Regions from separate parts of the Zea mays genome. Here region 1 is linked to region 2. The links are chromatin contacts, called in public Hi-C maps. All regions are on one chromosome and are shown on one strand. The core of a region is the stretch at or near the end of the contact, and the rest is flanking DNA. Distances in the headings are between cores, read along the strand shown.

Evidence for each region. Hi-C and Micro-C count contacts between places; a contact is called where the count stands out from the background.
Region 1: a contact with region 2 is called in a Hi-C map of bundle sheath, with 1.7 times the contacts expected there. The contact joins the promoter of LOC542052 here to the promoter of LOC100283284 in region 2. A contact is called at or near these places in 2 of 25 Hi-C or Micro-C datasets (bundle sheath and tassel).

What each region holds. Positions count from the first base shown.
Region 1 is chr10:148,408,430-148,411,536 of Zm-B73-REFERENCE-NAM-5.0, reverse strand. LOC542052 (proton-exporting ATPase 4) reads right to left here and starts at 1,581. Exons shown (of 13, transcript NM_001305848.1): 1 at 1,345-1,581; 2 at 1-47. The coding sequence starts at 1,386.
Region 2 is chr10:147,699,861-147,702,595 of Zm-B73-REFERENCE-NAM-5.0, reverse strand. It overlaps LOC100283284 (cysteine protease 1), which reads left to right and starts at 1,297. Exons shown (of 5, transcript NM_001156186.2): 1 at 1,297-1,842. The coding sequence starts at 1,374.

The DNA.
Region 1 (3,107 bases), core at 332-2,831, 710 kb before region 2:
CGGGTGCATTTCAGCTGCTCGAACACCTCCTCGATGGGGATGTTCTCCTGCAAGCAACAAGTTAACACAAGCGGCATCGGGTCAGTCAGTTAAAAGCCAGAACTCTAACAAAAGAACGGGCCCACGGCGTCAGCGTGACTGCCCGCTAGAGTTAGCGGTTGGAACGTGACAAGGAAGAGCCGGAAGGACAGGGCGGTGTACGGGGGGGGGCAATGATTGCCGGCCCGGCAGTACGGCCGTCCGATCTCGATCAGAGAGGGCGCTGGCGCAGGGCACTGCCGCTCGCTCCGCACCCTCCGTGGCCCCACCCATGTGTGTGAGTGTGACCCCGCAAGCACGGGCGCGCGCGTGTGTGAACCGGCCGAATTGGACGGAACAAAACAGATGAGCAGGGCAGCGGGAAGGGGGCCACCCGTCATACTCAGGTGGCATAGTGCTCCACTTGGTCAACAGGGATTAATAATTGAAACGGGTTCCCTATTTTCCTCCCTCTGATCTCAGCAGCATGATCGCTGTCGATCTGCGTGCCCACCCCCCGCGCTGGCCAAAGGGACTGCACAAATTCGGATATTTTTTTGGGGGCCTCTCGTTAGGCATAGTTTCGTCGAACCATCGACGCTTGGACAGATCGATGCGGCAAAAAAACGTACGGAGACGGCGTATAGTGGATTTTGCTCCGTGGTCAAATCCGGGCAACGTATTAAATACGGCAGATCGAATCGATCCAGAGGGTGGGTGTTTCGCTCCGAGCTAGAAGGCAAAGCTGTACGCATTCAATCAAACAGCTCACATGAGCAAGAGCAGAGCAAGACACGGGAGGAACATGACCCACGGCCGGCCAGGTGTTGCCGGCCCTCTCCCCCCTTGTCCGAAAAGCTGCTAGAGAGATTGGTTGAGCGCGTAAAAGGCAGCTAGCGATGCGACCCCATCCATCGTCCATGCGGAGAAAATGGAAACAAACTAAGGCATAAAATCTTTTCGCATGAACAGGATTCCCTTCCTGCATGCTCCTCCTGCGTGTGAAATTGCTTTCAGAAGAGTTCAGACTCTGGACCACTTTTTTCTCTCTCGGTTTTTTTTTTTCCTTCCTCCTCCAGGACCAGCAAGAGCAGAGGAACAGAACAGGAAGTCAAAGGGCCGGGGCAAAAGCAAAACTGGCCGCCGTTACATAGTTCATCGTTGCCTCCAGGCTCTGAGGCTCCAGCAGAGTCAGCGCGTGCGTACGTATACTAGTGGTACTACTACTACTAGTACTACTGGCACAAGTATGGCAGTCTGAATTAAAAGGCGCGATCGAGCAAAAAAAAAAATAAAGCGAGGCAGTGGTAGCGGCAATTTCCTCACCAGATCGACGGCTTCATTCTTGATCTCCTCGAGCCCACCCATGGCGGTCGGCCGGCGCTGGAGCGGACCCTAGAAGCCAAGCCCGGCGGCAGACACGGGCATATGCCACGCGAACGCCGACTCGCTTCTCTTCTCGTGTGAGAAGGGAAGGGAAAGGGGCAAGCAAGCAAAGTAGTGGTGGTGGTGGAGTAGTAGCGCTTGCTGGGCGTCGAGTGGAACGGGAGGAGATGGGGGCGGACCTATATAGCGCCGCGCCGCTCCGCTTTGTACCCGCAGGCCGAGCCACCACCACCATCCCTAGCAGCCCTACGCCCCTACCACGACCCCCACAAGGGCCCACGGGGCCTGTCTCTTTTCGCGTGCCCCCCCGTCGAGTATTAGGTCGGCCCGCTGGCAGCCGGTGGGGTCTGGCCTGCGCGGTTGCGCCGGGCAGCCTCCGCACCCGGGCGTGGCCCCGCGCGTCAGCCACGTTCGGGTCGAGCGGTCACGGGTGGAGGTGGACCGTGGTGACATCCATTACACTTCCACCCCCCGGCTTCGGCTTCGAACGGAACAGAAGCCGCGCGTGTCAGGCACTGCGTGGTGGGCCCGCACCGTCACAGGGTAACGGCACGGGCTTTGGCTTCGGGCCGGGCTCGGTGAATTTGCGAGCCCCGATCCGTGCCGTGCGTGCCATCTCCTGTCGGGACGCGGAGATTCTTTGGCGGCATGAATTCGAACTATTCCACGTCCCAGCGAATGCAGGCGTCGTATCGGACCGCACGCAACCTCTATACAATACCGTACCAGTTTGGAGCTTCAAACAGGCAACCGGTCTCTTTGTAAGGGCTTGTTTGGTTAGCTGTCAATACATATAAATTAAGTGAATTCTTTTTTAATATTTTCTAATTCTATTTAATTAATGGATAACGGGGTTAACCGAACAAATGTAAGTTGGCACGGATCCTTCGGTCTCTTCCCGTTCTCGCTAACAAGGCCTGCCCTGCATTGGCAGATGGCGCAGACAGCAGCCGCGCGTTCCTTCCGTTGGCCGCACGCACGGCCACAAAGGAGCAGTTGCAGTTGAACGGCTATTCAGAAATCAGAAAGGGAAGAGACGACTGACTAAAAAAACAGGGAATTCTGTCTCAGGGATGCCGACGTGGCTCCTACCGGTCCGAGCCGCCTTCCACGGTTCCACCACTAGCCCTAGCTCGTCTGCGGCTTGGTCAGCGGACGGAGGGCCCAACGAGCTGATGCAGCTGCAAGTCTAGTCACTATATAAACACTAGAAAACAGTTCATACTAAAGGCAATCAAATAGGCCGAATAGTGACGCCTGACAGCAGCGCGAGTCCTGCTGCCGCTTCCGGTTTTCCAATTCATATCAACGCTAGCTAGATAGTTCTAAAACTAAATAAATGCCCATCGTGGAAGGTAAAAAAAAAAAGAGGCCCCTAAAAATACCCGTCAGTTCCAGATTTGAAGGGGAGTACCAAAAGCGTTCTGTCTCAAAGGGTCAAGGTTGACCCTTGCCATCTCTGCTACTACTGATTACTCTAAGGGGCCGTTGAATAAATTGGAATTTACTTATATAGTAGGTTATTTAGTTTACAATTTGATATTTCATCGCTTTCCTAAATTTAAATATAAGTCTATCTCAAGTTGTTACGGTGAGAGGGTCGTAATTGATTTTATGTATAACTAGTCCATATTTATACTCTGCAATTTATGGCACGTTGTTTACCGCACTTCTTTATAATATAAATGTAGCATATAAATGTC
Region 2 (2,735 bases), core at 48-2,547:
GAAGCGGAAGAAGGCAGATCCGCCGCAAGCACACAACTTGGGGAAAAAGAAAAGCGAACCTTTTTTCTAATTTGACAACTCGAGGAAGAAGCGGAGCCGATGAAGAAAGCGACGAATTTCTCAGAGCGGATGATGTCGTAAGGACGAAACGATGGAAGATGAAGCAACTTGAAGATGGAAGATGCGGATGGAGCGAGGAGGAGGAGGGACGAGATGGCAAGAGTGAGGAGAGGCGGTCGCAGTCAAAGCGTCCAGAAGTCTCGAGAGGCGAAGGTAACGAGGGAGTGAGGAGAGTCAGTACTAAAGTCTCGAGAGGCGAAGGTGAGCCATTGATTTACAATCAAGTAGCTAGGAGAATTTCTACCGACGTGGATAGCGTCAGTAACACCGTTTTGAAACGGCTTTCATATATCTACTATATAAAGTCTCAACAACATACTTTAAATTTTATCCTATCTTATACTCCATTTCTTTTTCCAGCCATATTAATAAAAAGAAAATTCCAACGTACTATTTTTTCATTAATGTGTAGAAGCAGTATTGGACTGGTTGGGAGTCTGACGGGACCAGCGCATTCACCATAGCTCGTACTGTAGCATGGCAGGAGGCAGCGTATGTCAGCCAATAACCGATCGAGCGTCCAACCGTCATGCGCTACCGTATACAGCAAGCGCCAGAATTGGCGGATCAGCTGCAGACTCTATTTTAGCGGAAGTTGTTGGAGATAAAAACGAGATTGGGAAACTTTAAATTTAAAGTATTTCTTGCTAGAGATAGTAAATGGTACTCTATGTAAATATCGATTACCGATATTATCAGTATGTATTCGAATTTGATCCGTCTAAACGTGTTGATATCTAATTTATATTTGAGTCGGTATTCAATATTCAATTCGTATTTTATTTATATCTATATTTATACACTTAAAGTTAGATATTGAAGATATCAATATCTATGTAAATCTTACCCGTCACAAATCGATAATACTGTATCCCATTTGAATAGGAAAATAAAATAAAAATTAAAAATAAATATGAACCATTAATATCAGTTCGTAGCCCACACAGTCGGGTAAGAATAAAAAAGGTCGCCCTCATCCAATCCAATCCAACCTGTCCACTTCCGCTCCACAACCCCACGACCAATAAAAAACCAACGGAAAATATCGTACAGCTGACTGGTCCAGTAGATTAGATGCGAATGAATTTAAAAAAACAAGGGGATCACGGAATCTGGGCCCACCGCTCCCTCGCCCACTTGTATTAAAAGGAAGGGCCTCCATCTCAACTCTCATCCATCTGCTCTGCTCCGGTCCGTTCCGCTCCTTCCTCCCCCTATCTAGCTAGCCTTCCCGTTCCTGCATCGCGGCGGAGATGGGCGCCTCCACCACGCCGCTCGCGTCGGCGGCGGCGCTGCTTCTGCTGCTGCTCGCGCCGCTCGCCGCGGCGGCGGACAGCATGTCGATCGTCTCCTACGGCGAGCGGAGCGAGGAGGAGGCGCGGCGGATGTACGCCGAGTGGATGGCGGCGCACGGCCGGACCTACAACGCCGTCGGCGAGGAGGAGCGCAGGTTCGAGGTGTTCAGGGACAACCTCCGCTACGTCGACGCCCACAACGCCGCCGCCGACGCGGGCGTCCACTCCTTCCGCCTCGGGCTCAACCGCTTCGCCGACCTCACCAACGACGAGTACCGCGCCACCTACCTCGGCGTCAGGAGCAGGCCGCAGAGGGAGAGGAGGCTCGGTGACAGGTACCTGGCCGGCGACAACGAGGACCTGCCGGAGTCCGTCGACTGGCGGGCCAAGGGCGCCGTCGCGGAGGTCAAGGACCAGGGCAGCTGCGGTGAGCTTCCATATCGATCTCCGCCCTTCCACTTTCTTCTTTTTTTTATCCCTCTCCTGCTTCTGAATCAAGAATAATTCTAGATAGAACATGGGGAAAACTGTCAAGTCTGCTCATCCACAACTTGCGGTAGTTTGTTACTGTTATCCACATGAACAGAGAGAGAGAGAGAGAGAGAGAGAGAGAGAGAGAGAGAGCAGGGGACTAGCTGAAGGTCAACGCTCAGCTTCACGTTCTGCGATTCGTTAGCCGGGCACCAAAACGGGTGGGTGGTTGCGCAGATGCCACGCGTATATAGATTAGCATGCACTTGAATTCGAGACACACTAACAAATAAAACTATTTAAAAATATTCCATTTGGTACTGGTACTGGTACTGGTTCTGTGTCTTGTGCGTGGGCGTGACAAATATTAGTAGAACGATTTTCGCTACGGAAGGTGGAAAAGTGATCCGTGTATTTGATCTTTATTGCCTTGCATGAAGGGGGACACATACTATGTAGGTAGGTTCATCGAACATGGACATCACCTTTAAACCTTGCGAGGCAGTGACCTTCCTGGAAGGAGCAACCAAGAAAGATATTTACACTAGCAGTCGCTGTCTAGCTGACAAGGTGGCTGGGCCAATATGCTCACTTCATTCATGATTCCAGATAGTAGGCTCTTGGAGACGACTTTCATCACGGATTCACGGCTCTTGTGACCGTTTCACGTTTCTATTGGTCCACACCCTATTCACCGGTCACAACCAAAAAATTATTCTCTTAAAAAAAATGCTATGTCCATAAAGTGTCTAGTTTGAGTACTCTAATATTGAAGTGGTTTGGAGGGATTAGAGAGTATTTACATCCGCAATAGATAAAAAAACACTCACAATACATCTTAATCCACTC